Linked DNA regions of Sus scrofa: regions 2, 3 and 4 are each linked to region 1. A link is a contact called in public Hi-C and targeted proximity ligation data. All regions are on one chromosome and are shown on one strand. The core of a region is the stretch at or near the end of the contact, and the rest is flanking DNA. Distances in the headings are between cores, read along the strand shown. Region 1 holds the start of ZNF263 (zinc finger protein 263). Region 2 holds the start of C3H16orf90. Region 3 holds the start of ZNF597 (zinc finger protein 597). Region 4 holds the start of ZNF213 (zinc finger protein 213).

Evidence for each region. Hi-C and Micro-C count contacts between places; a contact is called where the count stands out from the background.
Region 2: a contact with region 1 is called in a Hi-C map of liver, with 5 times the contacts expected there. A contact is called at or near these places in 5 of 47 Hi-C or Micro-C datasets (heart right ventricle, liver, mesenteric adipose tissue and 1 more) and 2 of 2 datasets of targeted methods (alveolar macrophages and skeletal muscle).
Region 3: a targeted proximity ligation map of alveolar macrophages shows a contact between it and region 1. A contact is called at or near these places in 2 of 5 promoter capture datasets (fetal liver and liver), 3 of 47 Hi-C or Micro-C datasets (embryonic fibroblasts, fetal skeletal muscle and liver) and 1 of 2 datasets of targeted methods (alveolar macrophages).
Region 4: a contact with region 1 is called in a Hi-C map of liver, with 9 times the contacts expected there. A contact is called at or near these places in 4 of 47 Hi-C or Micro-C datasets (embryonic fibroblasts, heart right ventricle, liver and 1 more) and 1 of 2 datasets of targeted methods (alveolar macrophages).

What each region holds. Positions count from the first base shown.
Region 1 is chr3:38,950,559-38,954,201 of Sscrofa11.1, reverse strand. ZNF263 (zinc finger protein 263) reads left to right here and starts at 1,539. Exons shown (of 9, transcript XM_013995720.2): 1 at 1,539-1,751. It overlaps ZNF200 (zinc finger protein 200), which reads right to left and starts at 1,510. Exons shown (of 5, transcript XM_021088110.1): 1 at 1,315-1,510; 2 at 215-530. The coding sequence starts at 461.
Region 2 is chr3:38,751,627-38,755,269 of Sscrofa11.1, reverse strand. It overlaps C3H16orf90, which reads right to left and starts at 1,815. Exons shown (of 4, transcript XM_021088380.1): 1 at 1,742-1,815; 2 at 1,339-1,493. The coding sequence starts at 1,815. CLUAP1 (clusterin associated protein 1) reads left to right here and starts at 1,885. Exons shown (of 12, transcript NM_001245000.1): 1 at 1,885-1,974. The coding sequence starts at 1,953.
Region 3 is chr3:38,786,488-38,790,130 of Sscrofa11.1, reverse strand. It overlaps ZNF597 (zinc finger protein 597), which reads right to left and starts at 1,684. Exons shown (of 7, transcript XM_013995710.2): 1 at 1-1,684. The region is part of intron 1 of NAA60 (N-alpha-acetyltransferase 60); the gene reads left to right.
Region 4 is chr3:39,086,947-39,090,589 of Sscrofa11.1, reverse strand. ZNF213 (zinc finger protein 213) reads left to right here and starts at 1,801. Exons shown (of 6, transcript XM_013995737.2): 1 at 1,801-2,739.

The DNA.
Region 1 (3,643 bases), core at 290-2,789:
CTTGTGGAAGTTCTTGACCCAAGACACTGCAGTGACAATGCCGGATCCTTAACCCTCTGCTCCATGAGAAAACTCTAGCATGTTGACTTATTAAAATCAATTCCTTTTTTCTGACACCCACCACCCTAACTTGAATTCATTACTAACATGGAAGCCTAGCTTAGCCCCCAGTACCATGCTCTTCTCTTCTGGTGAAACAGTATGTGCTTCTTACCTGTGTTCTGAAGGTTGGAGCTCACATCCTTCATAATAACCAAGGTCTCCTTGACTTTCTGACTGGGCTGAACTAGGCTTGGCTTGGGCAAGAAGGTGAGAAAGTGCTCCAGAACCAGCTGGTGGATGGTCTTGGACCCACTAGTAGCATCTCGAAGTAGGTCTTGGCCCAGCTTGGAGTTGGGAGGAACTCTCAGAACAAAGGACCGCTTTGGCTTTGGGTGCATAGGAACCACTTTTGCAGCCATCGTGCCTTGAAATCACATGCCACAGTTGTTTCTGCAGAGCTTTGAAAGCCACTTCTTACTGGAGGTAACCTATCAGATGGCCACACACAAGAGATGAGAAAAATCACGGGTCAGGCTGCGCGTGCCTGCATCCCAGTATGTGTCTTGGGTAGTGAGGCCACGAGAGATCTAAAGGAAAGATAAGCTGCGGTAGGGAACTCACAACTGAAAGGAAGATCCCTGAACCTGATACTCTTAGCAAGGCCTCAAACGAATATACTGAGAATGAAAGCATAAGATGTCCCAACCTCAAGATTCAAACAGAAGGGAGCAATGGCATCAGGCAAATGACCAAGGGCCATCCTCCCGAGAATATGAAGTGCAAACTCCACTGGGAAGAACGGGTTAATTCATGCTGTAGAAAGAGCAAGGAACTAGAAGACAGGAAATCTGGGGTTCAAAACCGAGGGCATCTGCTTAGAAGTCAGCTTGGCCATTGAATTTGGCCTCACTGAGCCCCTGGGATCGCAGGTCCCTCAGACGCCCTTTCGGGGGTAGCTGACGGCTCAAGGGGCAAACGCAAGGCCGAGTGAGGTGTCTACAAGTAGCCTGTTAACGCCCTTCCGCCCTCGAAGCCCTGTAAGAACGGCAGGAGACAATCCAGCGGGGCCCACTGGGCCGGACCCACTCTACAGCCTCTCCCACTGGCCCAGGACAGCTCTACCGCAAAGCCCAGTTGGCGGCATTGCCTAGGGTGCGCTCCCGGCTACCTATTCCCGTCAGACTCCCCCCCTGCAATGGACCACGCTCCGCGCCTCAGCCGCCGCCTCCGCGGCCGCCTCCGCCTACTTCCCGCCCTCCCGGAGTCCCTCACCTCTGAGGTTCTGCCGCCCGTGGGCGATCGCTCGGGACAGCCCAGAGACCCAGACTCGAGAAGAAACTGGGAAACTAGGCGCGAGAGGCCAAACCCACCCCTCGCCCTTCGGAGTGTCCTCCCAACCGGCCGGCAACTATTGGTGCTCGCCGCCGTCAGTTGGGGAGGACGACGGGGACGCGATGCCTTCTGGGAGGCCGGGCGCCTCGGCAGCCGTGACGTCACGCCCGGTGCCTCGTTTCCGGCGTGGAAGCCTGGTCTCCTCGCTTGGAGCGGGCGTTCTGCGCCAGAGAAGGCGAGGCTCGAGGCCGGCGGCGGAGCTCTCAGGACGGCAGGGAGGCCGGGTTGGCAGCAGCCGCTCTATCTGCTACTGTACGGGGGCTTCAGAAAACAGAAAGCTGGCTCCAGGTCTCCGTGACAGGCTGGCACGAATCCAGGTAGGACGATGTAAACTCCAGGGGCTGGTGGGAAGTGTAGTTCGACTCCAAACAGCCAACGGGGGATTGCCAGTCGCAGCGGTTGGGGCGGAGTAGGGTCGGATCTCGACCGGAAGTGGACTGTCTCATGGACCGGAAGGTTTGCGGGGGGGTGCTGCAGTTTCCGCCGCAGCATCTCGGGTGTATCCAAATACTGCGGAGTGTGTAATGGGTCAAGACCTCTGCTGGGCCTGGGGTGTTTTTACAGCCGTCCCTTCGGGCAAGAGTGGCCCGTAGGTCAAAGCTGAGCGACGTTCCCCTCACCTGTTTGCCTACTTCTACTCTGCGGTTTGCACTGGTCATGGTTGTTGTTTGTTTTTTTTTTTTTTTTTTGCCATTTCTTGGGCCGCTCCCGCGGCATATGGAGCTTCCCAGGCTAGGGGTCCAATCGGAGCTGTAGCTGCCAGCCTACGCCAGAGCCACAGCAACGCGGGATCCGAGCCGAGTCTGCAACCTACACCACAGCTCACGGCAACACCGGATCGTTAACCCACTGAGCAAGGGCAGGGATTGAAACCGCAACCTCATGGTTCCTAGTCGGATTCGTTAACCGCTAAGCCACGACGGGAACTCCTGGTCATGTTGTTTTCTAAGAAATCCTAGTCGTCCATCTCCGTGTCGGACCTCAGTTTCAGTGTCTAGCCGGCGCCTAACAGCATCCTTTCTTTCTGTATTGTTATACTCGGTTCATTCCCTGGTAAGTCATAGATCAGGATTGGGACAACGCAAGGGCAGGGATTGCCTCATTCCTGCCTCATTTCAGGTACCTCCATGTAACACCTGCCTCAGGGAGGATGATGAAGGTGAAAATATGAATGCATCCCATTTCTTAAGGCTAACTATAGATGATTCACTGGACCATGGTTTAAAATATGTTATAAAGACACTAGTGTCAAAACTGTGTGGCAACAAAAAATTTTCCCACAGTTTTGCCACAAAAATTTTGTTGCCACACAGTTTACTTTTTAAAAAGTCAAGAATATCTCCCTTTCCAGATACCAGAGTTACTAAAAAAAAAAAAAAAAATCCAAAAAACAAAACAAGCAAAACCCTCTTTTAATCACAGCAGTGTAGTTTGAAATACGAGTAAATTGATCTGAATATATGTGGACCTTGTAAGAAAAGGTAGCATTTCAGCTTGATCCTAGCAAAAATTGTCTGTTCTTCTAGGAAAGAAGTAAGGTTCCTGTCTTCACGTACAAAAAAAAAAAAAAAAAAGGAGTTTAATAACCAATGAAAGAACAGTTAGGAGAACCATTAAGTTTAATGTTGAGGCAGAACAGGAAACTGAGGTGCTGTAAAGTATAATATAAACTTTTTATTTTTCCCTAAAAAAACTTAAAAACAATATTAACAAAGATAAGCAACAGAATGGCATGTGATTTTAAATGATAAGCCAGATGAAGAAATTAGACTTTCTCATCGTACAGAAAGCTCCTGCTAACTGACCAAAGATGAAGGCAAAGGCCACAAGGTCATTTCAGGAGGAAGAAAACTAAATGATTGTAAATATCTGAAAAGATGCTAAGCTACTTTGGAAACAGTTTGGCAGTCTTTCAAAATGTTAACATAGAGTTAGTATGTGACCCAGCAATTCCATTCCTAGGTGTAAACCTAAGAGAAATGAAAACTCATACGTGAATAGCAACATTATTCATAATAGGTGAAAAGTAAAAACAAGCCATATGTCTATCAAATGATGAACAGATTAAGAAGATGTAGTATATCCATATGGTGGATTATTATTTAGCAATAAGAAAGGAAAGAAGCATTGATAGATGCTGCAACATGGATGAACTTTGAAACATTGTGCTAAGCTAAAGAAGCCAGTCACACAGGAGCACATATTGTGT
Region 2 (3,643 bases), core at 566-3,065, 200 kb after region 1:
GGCTCTTTCTGCTGACCCACGAAACGGACCGCCTTGCTCAAGCGACATCCTGTTTTCACCACTGGTGCCGACTTTCCCCAGATGACGAGACCCCCCTACCGTGGGACACCACACACCTCCAGCTTTCTCAGGATTACAAGACCCCCCCCTACGGTGAGACACCACCAACTTTGTCACGACTATGTGACCATAGAGTCCAGCTGCAGGCAAAAGATAAACTAACCTCCCTTCGCCTCAGGGAATCCAGTTTCCCATCCAAGGGGCATAAGAAGGCCCCAAAAGAAGGGCAGGGGGCTGGCTCTTCTCAAGGGTCCGTCACCCTCTCCCTTTCCCCTCTAATAAATTTTCTTCTCTTTGTCTGAACACCCGGCTTGTTCTCTTTCTCCGCACTCGCCTTACACTACCAACTGTTTTCCAAAGTGGATGTACAGTTTCACGTTCCCACCAACACTGTAGGAAGGGCCAAGTCCCTCCACATCCTTTCAGACCCTTAACTGTCAGGGCTTTCGTTGTACTTGGTTGTTATTTTAGCTGTTCTCAAACTACCCAGTGATATCTTGTGGTTTAATATACATTTCTCTAACGACTAATAATCTTGAGTATCTTTTCCTTTGCTTATTATTTGTAATGAAATGAAATTCATATTTTTTTTTCTTTTTAGAGCTGCGCCCATGGCATATGGAAGTTCCCAGACTAGGGGTCGAATTGGAGCTGCAGTTGTCAGCCTACACACCACAGCCACATTAACGTGGGATACCAAGGGCGTCTGCCACCTGCACCGCAGCTCATGGAAACATCAGATCTTTAACCCACTGAGCAAGGCCAGGGATCGAACCCGCATCCTTGTGGATAGTAGTCAGATTCGTTTCTGCTGCACCATAATGGGAACTCCCTGGATAAGGTTTATTTATTTATTTATTTAAGGATGATGTTTTTGTTTAACCCAGTCACGAACCTTTCACCTCTAAGTTTTCTTCTAGAAAAGCTATAGTTCTTGGTTTTACTCTTAAATAAGGATGGATGCTCATTTATTTGCATTCCGAATTGTTCCCAAACCATTTGTTGAAAGCTCTTTCTTTCTATCCCCTCTGAAGGTCTTCGTCACAATGACCACGCATGTATGGATCTATTTCGGAACTCCGTGCATTTATGTGTGCAACTTCACCAAAACCGATTGTGGGTTTGGCAGTCATTCCTCAGCGTCCACCCTTCTGGGATCAGCTGATTTCACCTTCCCCAGCCCTTCCTGTCACCTGTTTCCAACCGTGGCAGCCCAGCTTAGGGCAGTCCCAAGCGAGCCCGCAGCTAACCCGGCCAAGGGTCGGCGGTGCTCCTCACCCGGAGCCGCCCCCTCAAACTGGCGCACCAATAGGCTCCAGCCCGCTGAGCACACGGTTGCCAGGACAACCGCCAGCGCGCGAAGAGCCGGGCCGGCTTCCGGCCTGTCGTAAAGCTCGATCCCGCTGCGCGTGCGCAGGTAGCAGCCCGGCCCACTGTCGCCGCCCAGCGGTCAGTCCCTTCACTCAGGAGGTGCTTCATTTTACCCTCGCTAGTGAGATGCATGCTGGGTACAGGACGCAGGCGGGAGACCTGCCTCCTAACACTATCCTACATTCTGTCTAGAGCAGTTGAGGAGGAAACGAGTAGTATGTAGAGTGCCTCTCAAAGTGTCAGGCGCTTGGATGGTGCTCAGAACGTGTCAAGTCAAGGGGCCCAGACGCCATCCGGGCCAAGATCCCACGCCGGCTCCCTCAGCGTCCGGAGACGCCCCCTGCCGGCCGCCCTGTGTCCGGCGAGTGTGGAGCATGCGCACATGGCCCGACCAGGTCGCCTCCCGTCTGGATTGGCCCCGGCTACTCGCCGTCCACGCTCCCTCCGTGCGTTACTATAGAGACCCGTGAGCGCTGAGGGGCGAGCGGCGGAGACTCCGGGCTTCTCGGGACCAAAGAGACATGTCTTTCCGCGACCTCCGCAGTAAGGCAGCCTTGCCCCCGTGACCTGCGGTCCTCCTGATGCTCGGGCTCCCTCCCGCCGGGTCCCCCGTCCGAGCCCCCCCGAGGCTCGAGCGCCGGAGCTCCTCCTGGGCTTCCGCGGCTTGGGACGCCCCTGGCCCGCCTCCCGCAACCCCGGCCTGGGCGCCCCAGCCCAGTCTCACGGCCCTTTCCCAATGAGGGCAGGTTGTGTATCTGCCGCTGGCCACGTGTGGTTTGTGTGGCTGAGGAATCCAAACTTTAATTTGGTTTACTTAAAAAATGTTTTTTTTAAATTCTAAACGATTTTTTCCCCATTGTAGCTGGTTTGCAATGTTCTGTCAGTTTCCTACTATACAGCAAGGTGACCCAGTCACACACACACATATACATTCTTGGTTTACTTTAAACTGATTTATACAGCCAGGTGGTATAAACGTTCGCTGACGAATTGGAAAACGCTAAACCGTTTTAGAGTTGGGTTAGCATAGATCTCCGAGAAACGAACAACGAAGCCCAGGAGGGGCTGGTGACTACTAATTGCGGCTCAGATCTGCTCCTGTGGGGGGGGGGGGGTCCCTTGTTACACACCAGGTATTGTACATTCAGTGTCTTATTTTAGTCCTCATTTTAACAGTGCGGCGGGTCCTGTAGTTCCTGGATGAAATACTTTGAGGCAGAGCTGTAAAGTCGCTTGTTTTAGGCCACACAGCTACAACTCTGAAAGTAATGGGTCCAGATGTAGGATTGTGCGACTCACAGTTTCTTGGCTTTTATGCGCTGTCATTGTCTCACCCTGAAGCAGTTCAGTCAAATGGCTCCACGTGCATGGCTCTAGCAGGTGACTGCCAATTTGGTGTGATCTGAGGGGCTTAAGGCCAATTTTGTAACCAAATTGCTGGTGCCTGAAATGTTCCCATTAAAGATGAGTCCTTTCAGTTGTGAATTGTTCTTTTTCTGTAACGTAAATATACAGAAAGAGACAGGAGATTTTATTGATGCCTCCTGCTAGCTCTACTGTTTGAATCTATGCCCTCAGGGATGGGGAGGTTCTTGGTGACGCTCTATGGTAGACCATTGTAGAGACGGTTCTCTTCCCTCATAGTTGAGGGTGGCCAGTATTCTGCTAGGGGACCCTGAACAGAGCTGTATTTGGAAAAGTGTACGAGAAGGAGATTTCTGAACATTCTGACCTTAAACAGTGTACAATTAAGCAGTTCATGTTAAGAATCTTACTCAAATTGTCTCCATTTTGACAAAAGTACTGCAGAATTAACAGAACTTGACTCCTACCTGGCAGGAAGAAGGCAATGCCTGACTGTGATAAGAAGGCTGCCGCTTTATTCTCCATCACTTTTTCAACTTTTCCCCAAACAGTGGCAGAGGCCCTCTGCTGCTCTTTGCTCTGCTGGTGTCTTCTCTTCTGTTGTCTGCTGAAATCCACCCTAACCTCCAGTGCCCAGGTAGTTTGTGAATGTCATTGGGACATTTTGAATATCCCCTTCAAGAAGAGTGAAGACGGGCATTACTTAGTGAGAAGCACACTGAATGCAGATCTTGGCACAACATAAGAACTAAAAAAATGTTTTATTTTTATTTCCAAGCCTTGCTTAAAGCTTAGTGACCGCAATCTCTGGTATCAATAAGTATTAGTATTGTTTCTTAGTCTGTTG
Region 3 (3,643 bases), core at 435-2,934, 160 kb after region 1:
AGAAAGTGTCCCGGTACCCAGGCAGAAGCAACAGAAAACTATGCCCCGCCGAGACTGGAGACGGTGAGCTTCACCCCAGCTAGGCTCCCACGCTCCCATGCTCCCCTACGATAGACCGGCCGGAAAAGCCGCCGGATGCCACCCGCCCCAAAGCCTTTTACGAAGCCTTGCCCTGTGGTTGGCCAGCGTGACCTCGGAGGGGGCAGGCCTTCTCGTTCGTTGGCCAATCGAGCGCCTTAATGGAAGGCCCACGGCTCACTGAGCTAGCTGGGAGGTGTAGTATTCCCTCACCTTTTCCAAGTAAGTATTTCCGGTTCCGCTGCCTGGGTCTCCCCAGTGAGCTCAGTGTTGGCTGACCAGACCAGGTGCGGCGTTAGGGTGACGCCGGAGGGACGTAAAGTTTCAGGAAAGAAGGAGAGAAAGTGGACGGGGAGAATCTGGAACCCGAACGAACATGGGTACTGAAATGTGGGTCCGGCCGGTCCAAATCTTAGGTCCGGCCGGGGCGCGGGACCTAGTCTTGGCTGGAGCGGTCGGCTGTGTGTTGGGCGGACTGTGGGACCGTGGAATGTAAAAGGGTGTCTTCTGCTTGGGAATAGTTCAGGTCGGCGTAGGCCGCTTTGTTAGTCTCCGACCCAGTGTATTTTGGCTGCTTTGTGCCAGGCGACTGAAGCCTAACGGAGCCAGGTGAGGCTCAGAGCCACAGCGGACCTCAAGCGGTACTACAGCCATTGGAGTGCAGCTCAGGACGTTGTGTGTGTCTCCTAATGAACTCACATTCGACCTGCACCGTTACCAAATATTTTCAGCTTCATTGCACTGGCCGCCCTGGTGTAGGGATTTGGAATTAGAAAAGTGAGCTTCTTCCCCAGCCCTGCTGTCAATGGCCAGTACACAGCTTTGCTTTCCTCAGGTGCAAAGAGCTCAGAATGCCTCTTTTCAGAGGGTACTTTTAATGAAGTTGTCAGTTTACAGAGGTGTTTGTTTGAAAAAAACAAAAACGATAGTTACTTTAATAGAAAATTCTGAATAAGTCTCAGTATATTTCTTATTCTAGTGCCAGGCATGTTCCTGTACTTAAAAGGTTACTCCAGGAATGGTTGAATGGTTATTGAAACAGTATCCTCAGAGGTGACAAAATAAGTAGTGGGATTTGGTGGAATATCAGATTGGATAGTTTCAGCTGCAAGTAACAGAAAACCCAACAAAATGTTCAAAGGTAGGGCAGTTACAGGTTGGTTAATTCAATGATTTGGTCACCATCATGGTCCCAATACTCCCGTATTTCTCCCCTGCCGTCCTTAGCATGTTGGGGAAGGCGGCAGTGGAATCCCCATAATACATGCAGACAAGCATTGTGTCATGTACCAATCCTAGAGCAATCATTATCAAGAGGAAAAAACACTACCTACTGTAATTGGTTTGGGCCCATCATGGTTTCCCTCCAGGGGACCCACTCTCCTGACTATTTACCTGCACAAAATCAGGGCTCTGTTGGAAAAGAAAAGGAAGTAGAATAGATAGGTAACTAACGGTATCTGCCACAAGTGACATTGTGACAGCTAGACCTAGGCCTTGTGGGAGTGGATCACAAAAGAGATATCTGGGGAGTTCCCGTTGTGGCTCAGTGGTTAATGAATCCGACTAGGAACCATAAGGTTGCAGGTTCGATCTCTGGCCTTGCTCAGTGGGTTAAGGATCTGGCATTGCCATGATTTGTGGTGTAGGTTGCAGACACGGCTCGGATCCCGCATTGCTGTGGCTCTGGTATAGGCTGGTGGCTACAGCTCCGATTCGACCCCTAGCCTGGGAACCTCCATATGCTGCGGGAGCGGCCCAAGAAATGGCAAAAAAAGACAAAAAAAAAAAAAAAAAGATATCTAGAGGTCCCAGGAGGACAGAAAAAGATGCTCTGGGAGTTGCCTTTGTGGCTCTGTGGGTTAAAACCCAATTAGTGTTGGAGTTCCCGTCATGGCGCAGTGGTTAACGAATCCGACTAGGAACCATGAGGTTGCAGGTTCGATCCCTGGCCTTGCTCAGTGGATTAAGGATCCGGCGTTGCTATGAGCTGTGGTGTAGGTTGCAGACGCGGCTCGGATCCCACGTTGCTGTGGCTGTGGCGTAGGCCAGTGTCTACGGCTCCGATTAGACCCCTAGCCTGGGAATCTCCATATGCTGAGAGAGCAGTCCTAGAAAAGACAAAAACAAAACAAAACAAAACCCTATTAGTGTCCATGAATAAGCAGGTTTGATCCCTGGCCTTGCTCAGTGAGTTAAGGATCCAGCATTGCCACACGTTGTGGCGTAGTTCGCAGATGTGGCTTGGCTCTGGTGTTGCTGTGGCTGTGGTGTAGGCCCACAGCTGCAGCTCCCATTTACGCCTAACTCAGGAACTTGCATATGCTGCAAATGTTGCTCTAAAAAGCCAAAAAAAAAGGAACAAAAAGGTGCTGAAAGTAAAGGTGGAAGGACAAACTTTCCTGAAGGCTAGACCAACACCAAGGCTAAATGTTGAAGAAGCGCTAACAGCGTGATACAAGTCACCATGGAGTCACATTGCTGCTCAAGTAGTCACCCTTCCCTGCTTCCTTTGTACTTAATTTTATGCTAGTCTTATATCAGGGATGTCTCATTTAAGTTTGATTGTTGTCCCTTCCTTTGAATTCTGTTCTCATTATTACAGGTAGATAAACACAGTTTCCCATGACCAGAAATTACACTTGTGGTATTAACTCGATGGATAACCAGGAAGTTATCTCTGAAACAGGAGAGGAAACAAAATCTTCCCTACACCTCTGAATACCAAAACTAAATGAGTAGATCAAGAAAGAAGCTTGAACACTTGATCTGGCTAAAAGGAAAGAGATGAGATACAAAATCTGATAGACCAAGATCGAAAGATTAAGACTGAATTATATGCCTAATTTGATTTTTTTTTTAACCAGAGATGGTTGACCGTATATTCATTAGATGTTCAAGTGACAGTTTTTTTTTGTTTGTTTTTTTTTTTTTTTTGCTTTTTTTTTTTTAGGGCTGCACTCGTGGCATATGGAGGTTCCCAGGCTAGGGGTCAAACCAGAGCTACAGCTGCCAGCCTAACCACAGCCACAGCAATGCCAGATCCGAGCCATGTCTGTGACCTACACCATAGCTCATGGCAGCACTGGATCCTTAACCCACTGAATGAGGCCAGGGATTGAACCCACAACCTCATGATTCCTAGTTGAATTTATTTATACTGTACCACATAGGAACTCCAAAGTGACAGATTTTAATCACCCAAACTGAAAAATTCTTCTGCCACAACCTTTTGACAAGTTTCCTTTCTTTTTTTTTTTTTTGTCTTTTTGCCATTTCTTGGGCTGCTCCTGCAGCATATGGAGGTCCCCAGGCTAGGAGTCGAATCGGAGCTAGAGCCACAAAAATGCAGGATGAAATGCAGGATCCGAGCTGCATCTGCGACCTACACCACAGCTCACGGCAATGCCGGATCCGTAACCCACTGAGAAAGGCCAGGGATCAAACCTGCAACCTCATGGTTTCTAGTCGGATTCGTTAACCATTGAGCCACTACGGGAACTCCTTGACAAGTTTCTTCATTTCAGCCTTTAACACATGAATCATCATCGTCTGAGGGAGTCCA
Region 4 (3,643 bases), core at 552-3,051, 140 kb before region 1:
GCCCCTGAGGGATGGAATGTCTTGAACAGGACATTGGACTGAAAATAGTTATGATAGTTGGCAGTTGAGCAGCTGCCCTGTCAGGCATGGGACCAAGCATCACGTATATGTCCCCAACTGCAACTCGGAGTTTTATAGATGAGGAAGCAGGCTGAGAAGGCCAGTAACTTGCCCAAAGTCATTCAACCTGGAAGCTGGAGCTCAGGTCCAGGGCTTTTATCCTGTAAAGAATACCTCTATTTCCATGTACCCCCAATAGCTATTAATTTATTTATTTTAGGGCCACACTTGCAGCATGTGGAAGTTCGCAGGCTAGGGGTCAAATCGGAGCTACAGCTGCCAGCCTATGCCACAGCCACAGCAACACAGGATCGGAGAAGTGTCTGTGACCTACGCCACAGCTCACAGCAACGCCAGTTCCCAGACCCACTGAGGTCAGGGATCGAACCCATGTCCTCACGGATACTAGTCAGGTTTGTAACCTGCTGGGCCACAAGGGGAACTCCTCCCCCTTCAGCTTTTGATTGTCTAATTAGTGCATGACAATATGAGGCTGTCTAAAGAGTAGACAGTTCTCCTGTGGTGCAGCAGGTTAAGGATCCACTGTAGTCACTGCAGCAGCTTGGGTCACTGCTGCGGCAAAGGTTCGATCCCTGGCCCCGGAACTTCTGCATGCCACCGGCCTGGCCAAAACAGAACTAAAAAATTAGAACTGACAGACAGTAGACTTGACCTTCAGGGGTGTTGCACTCAGCTGGAGTTTGAGAGGGAAATCAGCTGGACGCCAGGGAGGTGCTGACTAGTGGGGGCCCAGGCAGGACTCAGTGGTGTCTAGGGTTGGGCTGCTGGCAGGAGTGGATTGACTGGATGGTTCTTTCTCGAAGAGGTGAGAAAAAGCAGTTTCCTCCCTTCAGCGTGTCGTCACGGCACTGGTCACTGGTCACTCAGCCAGAAATAGTGTTTCTCTGCTGGGTTCAGTGTGAGGGACTGAGGGGCTCTCGTCACATAAGGATTGCTCCCAGGAGCTTGTTATCTGATGGAGGGAAACAGGTGGGAAGGTGCTACCATGACTTGGTGGGGCTTAGCACAGAGTATTCATTTGCACAGTGGGTATTGCCTTAATTTCAGCTCCTTGGGCCATGGGCCACATCAGCTGGATGCCAGGAATCACTCAGGCCTTGAATCCCGCAGAGGGCTGTCTAGTGAGCTCCGGGGGGCCGGGGTCGTTAAAGACTTCGCTCTGAGGAGCTCAGCACAGTATCCAGTGGGAAACGGCATCCCCTTTTCATAGCACAGTGCAAAGGGATTCCAAGGGCCCCATGCATCTTCCATTTCTTAGAGATCCATCCAGAGGATGGAATAGACCCTGTCTAGAGCCTTTTTTTGTTTGTTTGTTTTTTGTCTTTTTAGGGCTGCCTGCGGCAGGTGGAAGTTCCCAGGCTAGGAGCTGAATCAGAGCTACAGCTGCTGGCTTACGCCATAGGCGCAGCAACTCTGGATCCAAGTCACATTTGCGACTTACATCACAGCCCGCATCAACTCCAGATCCTTAACCCAATGAGTGAGGTCAGGGATTGAACCTGCGTCCTCATGGATACTAGTCGTGCTCGTTATCCGCTGAGGCATGATGGGAATTCCAGGCCAGAGCGTTTTAAGAGTGGACAACAGCAGCTAAGACTGAGGAGGCAGCTCCAGCATCTTGGAAGGGCCTGGGCTGTCAGGCTGAATGGTGTTCATGATTCGGTGGGTGATGAAGCATCACTGACGGGTAGCAGGCTGGGCGGGGGTAGGGTGGGGAGGCAGAGAAGGGTTTTGGCCGTCTCTGGGGAGCTGGCGAAGAGGCTCAGAGGTGGCCTACTCCTTCCTGGCTCCTGCTCACACCTTATAGCTTCTGAAGAACACGCGCGACCTGATTCCTTGCGATTGACCTGCGCACCTGCGCCTTCTGGACTAGTAGAGGGAGGGGAAGGGGGCGGTGGTGGAAATAGTCCCTTGGGACTGCCGACCGCATCCCTGTGTGGTCGGCCCAGGTCCTGGCTGAAGGCGCGCTGCCTTCCCCGGGCCGGAGACGTGGACTGATTCAGCTCTGCTCTAGCCTGGGAAGCTCCTCCCGAGCTCGTGTGACCCCGCAGGGTGGCGAGGTCTGCAGACTCGCCGAGGCTCGCCTCACAGCCAGGATGACAGATTCCGGACGATCTCACCCCTCCCACTATGCCACCTGCCAGTCAGTGCCCTGGGAGGAGCAAGAGGGTGGGCGCCCCCAAAACGGGCCAATCATAACTGGCGTTTGTCCTCGGCTCCGTTCCCCCCCACCCCCGCCACGGTTGCCTGGCAACTCCTCGACGCTCTGGGCTTCCAAACTTTGCCTTTTCCCTTCCTTTTCCGGGCGCTGCGGAAAGAACCAACAACGCGGGCCGGCCTACCTGCTGAGTCGTCAGCCCCCGAGTCTTCAGAGCGGGCCCCGGGCCCACCACCGAGACAGCGACCCTCCTGCCTTCCTAGAGAGGCAGCGGGGAGAAGGCGAGCGCCGAGGCCAGAGCCACTTCCGGCCTCGCGCGCGGCGGAAGACCTGTTGCGCCCGGAAGAAACCCGCGGCGCTCGAACGCGAGGGCCGCGTCTGGGCTTGGTCGTGACGCCCAGGGTCCGCCGCGCCGGAGTCCTGGCCCCTGCACCTCCTGCTGGCGCTCCGGCACCTTGCGGGCCCGCCCGGTGCTGCCTGCGAGAGCCCACGCGGAGGCGGTAACGGCCTGGAAGGAGACCTGGGATCTTTTGCGGGGAGCGGGAGGAACTGAGGCAGTCAGTGCGGGGCGGGCCGGGTAGTAAAGGCGAGGAAACGTTAAATAGACGCTTCACCGCCTTCACTCATTCATTTTTCAATATAAATGCCTGCGTTCCAGGTCTTTTGCTAGATATTGAGGGATAAGCGATGAAAAATCTGACAAGATCCATGCCCTCATGGGTTGAGCTCCAGTGAGGGAGGCGGACGTAAATGACACATTAATTTAAAGTGGTGACAGACGGGGGAAGCAGTGGAGAATGTTAGGAATTGATTGTCCAAGGACGGAACGCTGAGACTTGAATGACGGGAAGGATTTCAGGGTAGAACCTTCCCAGCAAGGGGAACAGAATGAATAAAGTCCCTGTCATGACGAAGAGGTTGGCGGTCCAGGAGCTGAAATGACCCCGGTGGTGGGATGGAGGGGCAGGCGGGAGGGTAGGCTAGAGGCCTGAGACTTGTGAGGGGCTCTGGCCTGAGTTTTCTCCCTGGTGTCCTGTGGAGGGTGGAGAACCGGAGGTTTTGAAGGTGGTCCAGCCTGCCCCCTGTCCCTGCTCCTTGGCCATCCTGTGACCTGTGGTCGGGCAGTCTTCCTGCCTGGGTTGCAGAGGCAGCATTCTCAACTCCTAGGGCAAACTCTGGTTTTTCTCTGTTCTCAACTAACAAAGCTCCAGGCTATCCATGAAGATTCATACAATCCAACAGGCCACTGACTAGAACAAGCTGGGCTCCTTGAGAGGAAAATGGCAAGGATTCCTGGGGGTCTTAACTCTTGCAGCCTCTCCTGTATCTCTGCTCCCGTGGGCATGCCCATCTGACAGGTTCCTGGCGAGGCATGATTCCCTGGGACTAACAGTTCCTGACTGA